Regions from separate parts of the Sus scrofa genome. Here regions 2 and 3 are each linked to region 1. A link is a contact called in public HiChIP or PLAC-seq data. All regions are on one chromosome and are shown on one strand. Each heading gives the region's core, a stretch centred on a gene start, on an enhancer-like site or on the middle of the called end of the contact. The rest is flanking DNA. Distances are from core to core; before and after follow the strand shown.

The links. HiChIP or PLAC-seq counts read pairs in DNA pulled down with a chosen protein or histone mark.
Region 2: an H3K27ac HiChIP or PLAC-seq map of skeletal muscle shows a contact between it and region 1. The contact joins two enhancer-like sites. A contact is called at or near these places in 2 of 47 Hi-C or Micro-C datasets (both in skeletal muscle) and 1 of 2 datasets of contacts at active chromatin or transcription factors (skeletal muscle).
Region 3: a contact with region 1 is called in an H3K27ac HiChIP or PLAC-seq map of skeletal muscle. The contact joins the promoter of DUSP10 here to the enhancer-like site in region 1. A contact is called at or near these places in 6 of 47 Hi-C or Micro-C datasets (embryonic fibroblasts, fetal heart ventricle, heart right ventricle and 2 more) and 1 of 2 datasets of contacts at active chromatin or transcription factors (skeletal muscle).

The regions. Positions count from the first base shown.
Region 1 is chr10:11,110,782-11,113,811 of Sscrofa11.1, reverse strand. All of the region lies in intron 5 of LOC110255736, which reads left to right. Among named protein-coding and RNA genes, the nearest start is that of TRNAT-UGU, 200 kb to the left of the region's middle. Within about 2 kb of position 1,376, at least 2 of the 83 cell types and tissues checked have an H3K27ac peak or open chromatin away from gene starts, as enhancers often do. A contact at or near this core is called in skeletal muscle, where this site is marked.
Region 2 is chr10:11,301,769-11,304,761 of Sscrofa11.1, reverse strand. All of the region lies in intron 2 of LOC110255736, which reads left to right. Among named protein-coding and RNA genes, the nearest start is that of TRNAT-UGU, 10 kb to the left of the region's middle. Within about 2 kb of position 1,396, at least 27 of the 83 cell types and tissues checked have an H3K27ac peak or open chromatin away from gene starts, as enhancers often do. A contact at or near this core is called in skeletal muscle, where this site is marked.
Region 3 is chr10:10,904,429-10,907,467 of Sscrofa11.1, reverse strand. It overlaps DUSP10 (dual specificity protein phosphatase 10), which reads left to right and starts at 1,616. Exons shown (of 4, transcript XM_003130510.5): 1 at 1,616-2,563.

The sequences.
Region 1 (3,030 bases), core at 127-2,626:
CCGTCAGATTGCTGTGTTATTTTTTTTTTTTTTATGGCTGCGCTTGTAGCGTGTGAAGTTCCCAGGCTAAGGGTTGAATCTAGAGCTGCAGCTGCAATCTACGCTGCAGCTTGTGGACACCCAATCCTTACCCCACTGAGCGAGGCCAGGGATGGAACCTGAATCCTCACGGACGCAGTGTCGGGCCCTCAACCTGTTGAGCCACAGTGGGGACTCCAAAAGAGAAATCCTCTAAGGACCAGTTTGAATGCAAGAGACTTTCTTCCTCCACGATCAAGCGCTCCCTTGCTGGTGGCTCCAGCGTCCAGCGTAACGTGCCATGCTGCCCCCAGGCCATCTGTGTCCCCATGTGCATCTTCCTCAGGCTCTACATCACCACACCACGTGTCCCACATGTGCCTTTAGGGATCCACAAGTGTCCCAACAGACTGGACTCCTATATAAGCAAGTTAAGTTAAAAAAGAATAAGGTGATAGTTGATGCGGGTTCTGCTTTGTACACACATGATTTCCCATTATCCCTACAATCCTCCTGAGAAATCAGACTCAGGAAGGGCAATAACTTGCCTGAAGTCACGGAGGTAGAGGGACACGGTGAAGCGCCAGCTGCCAAATGGTCAGACCCCAAAGGTCTTGTACTGCAGGACCTTCCTTCCAAGCCCTGGGTGTGTGGGCAGGGAGGCCACATCAGGGTTGGATGAGACTTGGAGGTATCTTCTCATGAGCGGGGTTTCTGTGTAAGTCACACCAAGTGATGTCACACCAAAGCATCGTTGGTGGCAACAGCTCCAGCCCAGAAGAAGCTAATGGAGCCCACAGCCCCAAAGGCAGTCTAGTTGCTGCTCCTGAAAGATGAAATCTAGCAACACCCCCCACCCCCTTGATCCTCAGCAGCTATCAAATGCATGAAGCATCATATGTCATCAGATGTGTCACTCTGCGCAATTAAAACTAGGTTCTGCTATTCCTGGGAAACGTATTTTTAGTTTAAGCTGGGGTGTAAGGAGATCTCTAAAAATAACACCGTGAAAGGTGAGGCTAAGTGTAGGGGCCGGGTTCACCCCAGTGCTGAGGCTTAAAACATTAGTCATGGTCCATTTAAAGCCAGGCAACCCTGGGCCAACTGTTGTTTTGTTTTTTTTTTTGGCTTAAATAGGAGTTTGGTTCATCCTCTTTGGACCTGACTCAGTTTCCACGTCCATGGTGGTGGTCTGAGCGAGAACAACCCAGCACGGAGGCCATGGGGGAATTTTCCAGCTGCAAAAGCACCTCGGCTGCTTTGTCTCTGAGGGGCTCTGGTTACACTCAGGCAAGAGGCTTGAATAGTGAGGGTGGAGACCACCCCACAGCCGGTCGGCTCACTGCCCTGCTGTGCGCTGGCTCCTCTCAGAATCATGTGCTCCCTGAGATTTTGGCTGCAGGAATACCAAGTGATGCCCTGCTGGGCCGTGGACGGTCCGAAAGCTCAGACGCCGAATACGGCTCCCAAGGCCGTTCAGAGCAGATGTGAGAAACTTCAGGATTTTAATCATTCCGGGCTTTGGAGGGGATAGCGTTTTCCTGGACAGAGAAGCCCGGTATTAAGTGTACCGCCCACAGGGATGCTGAGCGCGGGCACACAAGCTGACGCTCACGGCTCCCGAACACATGCACGGGTGCCCTCGCCAAGGCTCCTGCTCCCGTACTTACGGCGGTCCTGACAGCAGCAGATGGTCGCCCTCCAATCTCTCACCTCAGCCTGGTTATCCAAAAACATTCCTTCCCCATCCTCGGGGCTGGGCTAATGACGCTGAAGCTGCAGGGGGGATTCTGTTGATGAGCCAGCCAGTCCACCTCTCTCTTTCATGATCCTAAATGCTGTTTGCTTGCTTGTTGCTCTGTTTACATACCTCAACCTCCACCAAATGCAGATTGGGGATGAAGTCACGGACTGCACGGTATCCCTCGCTCGCGAATACCTCACCCTAAAGACTGAACATGACCTTGGTCCAATATAGGCAGCCCACTGCTGGAAAACCTGCCTGTAGCCCAGTCCTTATTGCTGATGCTGGCAGGGTTATTAAGGTGAGGTCAGCACCCCAGGGACCAAAGCAACCCTGCTTCTGTACACAGGGTCCAGGCAAAGCAATGCTAAGAGTGCGCTCTGTGACCTTTGACACGTGCAGTGCACCTGACCGCACTCACGGTGTCCTGCCCAGAGGCAGGCAAGGGCCACTTTAAATTTTTGTTAGAATTTGAATAAATTTAATAAATTATTATTGTTTTGTTGATGATGTTATTGTTATCATCTGCTATGTGAAGATGCTTGGATTGTGTTTCCCGGAGAATATGTGACCAACCACGTGCTTGCAAACGTGGGACCATTTGCTTGATTTCTTTTATAAGGCTGAGGTGGACTGTCTTCCCTGCCCTGCCTCGTGAGAGAAATCCCCTCTAGTCAGAGATGTCCTCCCTGGACAGAGAAGTCCTCCCTGGTCAGAGAAGTCCTCCCTGGTCAGAGAAGTCCTTGTCAACATCAGAGAAGACGACTTGTCGTCGTCACGGGGCTTTCAGTTAGGACTTGGAGTTGCTTAGAGACACAGGTCAACCCTTACTGAAACCTCACCCTGTTCAGCTCCATAAGGTGAGACCTGCCCCACATGGTGTTTTAAGTAGTCCATCCGTTTCCCAAATGGACTTCCTTTCTAAACCCTTTTCTACCCTGGCAGTGGCAATTCTTCTGTCCATACGCTATTCTCATTCTTTCTCAACAAGTTCTCCTCTAAAACTGTCAATCAGGAAAGGACCAGAAACATGAACTCTTACTCTGGTAAAAATGATGGATAAAACAGCCGCTTCCTCATTTGTGCATCTAGTACGGACCAAACTGAATTCAAAAGTGTTAAAATCTGGAGTTCCTGGTTGTGGCTCAGCAGGAACGAACCTGACTAGGATCCACAAGGACATGGGTTCGATCCCTGGCCCCGCTCCGCGGGTTAAGGATCCTGTATGGCTGTGGCTGCCGTGTAGGCTGGCAGCTACAGCTCTGACT
Region 2 (2,993 bases), core at 147-2,646, 190 kb before region 1:
ACCGCAGTTACAACTTACAAAGTTAAAGTGGGATCCTTTAACCCACTGCCCTGGCCAAGGGTCACACCTGTACCTCTGCAGTGACCCGAGCCGCTGTAGTCAGATCTTAACTCATTGTGCCCCAGTGGAACTCCTGATTCGTGCCTTTTAAATGGTAGCAGGAGCAGTAGTTGTTATCACTAGTAGTATTTTTATTTTTACATTTCTGTGTACCTGCCTTCTAGAAGAGTGGGTCTCAACCAGTGCTGGGTTTGGACCCCCAGGGAACATTTGGCGGGGCCTGGAGCTATTCCGATCGTCTTCATGGGGAGAGGGACGCTACTGCCACCTAGTGGGTAGAGACCAGGTTCGCTGCTGACCATTCCTAGTGTACAGGACGGAGCCCCCCCAGCCCATTCAACCCAGTGGTACCAAGATGGAGAGACCCTACTCTGGATATCTGAAAAGAATTAGGAGCTTGAAGGTCAGAACTGTTGGATGGTGTTGGGGTGATGGATTTGGTTCTTGCACTGGCAAAGAGGCACTGAGTTTAGGGGGCTGTGGGCAGTCCCACATCTACCCTCACTGCTGCAGAGGAAGTGAGTTCTTGTGGGAACCTGCATCTAATAACGCTGATGGAGTTCCCATTGTGGCTCGTGGGGTAACGAACCCGACGAGTATCTGCAAGGATGTGGGTTTGATCCCTGGCCCCACTCAGTGGGTTAAGGATCCCACGTTGCTGTGGTGGGGTGTAGGCAGGCAGCTGCAGTTCTGATCTGACCCCTAGCCTGGGAACCTCCCTATGCCGCAGGTGCGGCCCTAAAACAAAATACTAATAACCCTGAGATTCCCCCCTGCGACCTACACCACAGCTCACGCAGGAGCTGGATCCTTAACCCACGGAGGGAGGGCGGGGATTGAACCTGCATTCTCATGGATACTGGTTTTGTTAGCACAACGGAAACCCCCCACACTGAGATCTATACCCCTTAAGGGTGCTGTGAGGATAAGCCTGCCCCGAGAGCGTAGAGACGCTGGTACGAAAGGCTAAATAAAGCCAAGACGATTGCATCAGGTCCCGCGGGAGGGCTGCCTTCCTGCGCGGTGGTGTTCTGGGCACCTGGGCGTTGCATGAGCCCTCGTCTCTCATGAGCTCATCGTTTATAAATGACAGCCACCCAAGTTGGAAAGTATGACCCCCCCCTCCCCCCGGGTTGGCAAGTGGAAAACTTACTCAGCTTTCTTGCTGGAGCCTCGTGTCTTAACTTATTTATCTTAAAAATAAGACGAATATACTGCTGCAGGCAAGCTCCGTTATGTGAGAAGAGAAAAATGCGTGTAAGAAGTTCTTGAGAGCGCAAACTTTGTCAAGGTTACCGCTGTTATTTCTTTTGGTTGCGGTGGAGCAAGTGGACACTAGGTGGCGCTACGTTCTCGCGCGAGAGGAAGCTCTGCCTTGGGTGTAAGTTATCACTGTCGGTCCTGGAGCACACGCACCCCAGAGTGAAAAATATAGTAACAGGCAAGATTTAGTTCTTAAAATAAGTCAGCGGCCCAGTGAAGCAAATACAGCCATGGCAGGTACATTTTTTTGCTTCAACTGATGGAGAAGGGCATTTATTGCCTACAGGCATCTGGCTACAGATATCAAATGATAAAAACACGCAATGTAATGAAACCTCGCAGCAGGCCTGGCCTCAGGAGAGAATGGGAGGCAGCTGGGCCCAGCCATGGGCCCGGGATCTGGCACGGATGTTCTTCTGCCGTGACGGTTTCATAAATGCGCAGTTGTCCTGCAAAGACCGTTCCCATCGTCTGTTGGCTCTTCCCCGCACCTCGCCACGTCTCTGAGCCTCAGTGTTTCACCAGTTAGAATAGGGATGGCTTTCCTCGCCGGGGTCCTTGTTAGAGGGTGAGCAGAGTGACGATCACACCAAGAGAGGAAGTCGGGTTGCATGTTGTCATGGTGATGGGGCCAGACTACTCCCCAGACCCTCCGCCGGCACCCCCCCCCCCCCCCCCCCCCCGCCCCGGCCTCTAACGCCACTGCAAGGGGATTTTTGGATTTCCTGGCCCTCAGGCAAGTTCACAATCCTCTCGCCACTCTTCTCCACACTCTGTAGACTCTACTGCAAAGTGCCTCCCAGGTGGGTTTAGAAAGGGAGGTACAGGGGTAAAAGGGTGGCTTCAGGCCCAACAGTCCTGTTTTCCAGCTCTGCCACGAGCTAGCCCTTTGACCTTGGAAATGACCTTCCACCAAAGCCTTAGCGCTCTGCGCTCACCTGTAAAATATGGATGCAAAGGGCAGGGTGTTTGCCAGAGGGGCTGAACATCTCTGAATGAATGCGCACCAATCAGAACCCCAGAGGATTGCAGATCCAGCGGCCAGACGGCAGAGGGGGAGTTCCGCCCAGAGGAGGGGCCTCGGATGGAGGTGCGCCCCGCCAGTCCCACCAGTCCTTTCGTTTTGCTTGGGTCAGCCCAGCCCTGGTCCCTCCCGAGCTTTGTAAACTTTTACCATCCACTCTCTGCTCTTCCGCCGTTTTCCTCCAGGTACTGCTGGCTCCTGGATGGAGGGGCAGGGCAGGGTGGCACCTTAGGGACACCAGCTTCCTCAGTTAGTGTTCAGGGCACCTGCAAGGTTGTTTCATCCTAGGAAACGAAGATGAATCACTGGCAAGTTCTGGGCGGGGGTGGGGGGTATGGTAGAGATGGGGGGGTGTATTACCTCTCACCTCTGATGGAGCAGGGGGGTGGGAGATGCAGCAGCCCCCTGGGAGCAGCAGAGGTGCTCCTTTGTCTCGGATTAGAAAGTGTCTAGAAGCTGCTCCTTAAAGGCTATGCAGCGCCTTCTTGTTGGGTCATCAATGGTGCTTCAAAGGAAAGGCAGACACACACCTGTTCTCCAGGCAGATCAGGGCTTTATTTTTGTCCAGAGTCGTACCTCATGTTATAAACAGCATGGGCTCATTGGGTGCCACAGGGTGGCTGTCCTCATGGCCAGTTTAAGACAT
Region 3 (3,039 bases), core at 367-2,866, 210 kb after region 1:
GTTTCATACAAAAGGCTGTTTACAGAGTTCCCGTTGTGGCTCAGCAGAAACAAATCCGACTAGTACCCATGAGGACTCAAGTTTGATCCCTGGTCTCGCTCAGTGGGTTAAGGGTCTAGTGTTGTCATGAGCTGCGGTATAGGGTGCAGATGCAGCTCAGATCTGGCATGGCTGTGGCTGTGGCATAGGCCACTAGTTGCAGCTCCAAATCAACCCCTAGCCTGGGAACTTCCATTTGTCGCAGATGTGGCCCTAAAAAGCAAAAAAAAAAAAAAAAAAAAAAAAAAAAAGAAGAAGCTCCAAATAGATCCAGGGTAGCCCCTCTGGCAACTTCTTTTCTGATTTCTTTGGAAATTACCTAGAACCCACCTTTGCTGGGCAGCACCAGCTGAAATGGTGTGCCCCAACCACTCACTAGCTCACTAGTTATTAAGGGGTAGAGTGTATGTGTTGGTGTGTGGGCAGAGTAGGATACAAAAACCCTTTCCTATTTAAGATGACTGCATGCACTTACTTCAGACTGAAACACTTGTGAAACCTGGACTGTGTGTAAATATATATATATCTATATAAAATAGATATAGTTATAGCTAGGAGGGGAGGGGAGAGGAGGGGGGAGAAGAGAAGAGAGAGATATGGAAAGCAATCTCTCAGCTCACTGAGCATAGCTGGCCATCAGGCCAGGGTTTGGCATCTTCAGATTTCAGATCTGCACTTGAAGCAAAGACATGAATATGTCGTCGCTGCCACTTAGCTTGATTTTTAGCCCTTAAGCCTGATATCTTCAGACACCTTCAGCCTGGTAAGAGAGAAAATCATAGCCAAATATTCTATAGTGCTCATAATGTATTACTCCATCGTAATCATTTCTTTCACCTCCTCCCGCCCCGCCTCTCTGAGACTGGAGAGGGATGCGCGGGTGGGGTGGGGTGGGAGCTCTCTTTCTTTAGAGTTCTTTCACGCAAACTCCGCTCAGTTCCTCTCGTCATCTTCACTTCTTTGCATATCCCAAGACTTTAGTGCATGTTTTCCTGACCGTGCGCAGGCCAGCTCGCCTCCACCGCTTCCCATCTTTGGCTCCGCCGCGCTCCTCGGCCGCCGACCATTCCTGCGGCGGCGAAAGTCGGGAGAACCCAGGGGGCGGCGGCGCCTCCATGCGCTCCGCGGTCCACACTCAGTCTGCGTATATACACCCAACCCCGGCCCTTTTCCGCCAGCCGCGGCTGTTCTAGAAGCGCCAGGCTGGCGGTCCTTGGCACGCCAGCGGCCCTTCGGGGTGGCGGGCGAATGCGAGGCGCGCGGGGAAGGCGGGCTGCAGGCCAGTGACCCGCGCGCGGTTCTGCGGGGCGCAGCGCCCGGACTCCTGGGGTCCGGGTGGGAGGAGGGCGCGGGCGGCCTGAGGAAAGGCGCGGGCGCCAGGCGAGTCCCCAGACGCCGGGCCTAGGGGGTGGCACCCGTGCCTCCTCTTTAGGGCGAGCCCCCTGTGGCTTCCGGCCCAAGCCACCGCCTCCGCGCAGCCCTCCGCAGCGTTGCCTTAGGGCTCTGTGTCGAGCCCTGGGAGGCAGGCGGGGGAAGCGGGGGCGTGACCGGGGCACAGATGTAGACGAGCCAGAGGGCGCCGCGCCATCGCCGCGCAGGGTAGCAGGGCAGCCGGAGGGGCAGCGACATCTGCGGGCGGGCGGCCGATGCTTCCTGGCTGCTCGGGGCCGAGCGGGGCGGCCTCGAGCACTGCCACTGGACGGACGGACAGTTCACCAGCAGCGCTGGAGCCCGGGTGCCCAGCGCATGGCCCCGGGCACGGAAGAGGCGACGCCCCAGGCTGCGCGCTCAAGTCCTTGGCGGGTGGGTGCATTGGCGATGTCGTTGAATCCTGGGTTTATCGAGTCACCTCGAACGAATCGGAGAACCCGTTTTTCCCAGTGGGGACAGTGATCATTCTCGTTGCCTCTTGCCTTAAGAAAGTTACTCCAACACATTTGCTCATCCGTCCAGAGTAAGAAGGGAATATAAATTGCGTGGTTTGTTCCCGGGTGAGGAGGTGTACGAGGATCCCGCCAAGCGGGCAGAGCCAGTTTTAATCGAAGCGGCGAGTCTAGCCCATTGACAATTCAGCCCTGGAAAGGGTTAACTGCATCCTGCTGGTTTGGTTTACATGTAAATAGAGAGCAGCTGCTCCGCGCGGGCCCCAGTTGGCCCTTTTAAGTTTTTGATTGGTTGCCAATGACATCACCGCCCGTGTTCTAACACTGCTGGCCCGAAGAGGCGTCGGATAAACCCTCCTTAAACAGACAAAGCCACGCCCAGGACCCGCCCCCTTCGGGCGCCCATTGGCCACGGGTTGCGGCGAAGTATCGGTCCGCTTTCTCCGGGTTCCTATTGGACCGACGCACCGTCGGTCGGCAGCCGGCCCGCCCTCTCAGAACCTTACATTTACAGTGTAGCAAAAGAGAAAGTAACTATGTTGCTGCTGGAGATCAATGAAGCCAAGTGAATGAGGGCTGAATGCGCGAATCCGTAGCTGAAGCTGAGCGCCAGATGGTGGAGGGTTACACTTATTTATGAAGTAAGTGGAAGTCACCGCGGCTCCTCCTGAGAGCCCAGGAGTGTAAGGTGGTGTAAGTGTGAATGTGTGTGTGTGTTGCGATGCTCACCGAGGAGCCCCAGCAGGTGAGGTTGAAGGGTTCTGGCTGTTGGCTCACGCTGCCCTGTGCGTTTACTCTCTCTGCAGTTTACTCGGATTGGGGGTGAAGAAAAAATGAGGTTCGTTGGGATGCTTTGCGGCGGTTTTAAACGTCTGGGGCTTGTTAGTGCGCTGTGTTGCGAAGGGGGTGTTAATTGCCCCTGGAGTGGCGAAGGAGCATTCTCTAACCACTTAATTTTCTTTCCAGCCTCTGACTTGAGGTGGAAGGACGAGTAGCGAGGGAGAAGGGATAGCTCAGTGTTTCTCGGCAGGTTTCCTGGGCCAGTCTGGGTGGTGTCTCAGGCCATATATACGCCCGACCCTCTGCTGCAGAGATGCAGATCTCTTCACTCCGTGCG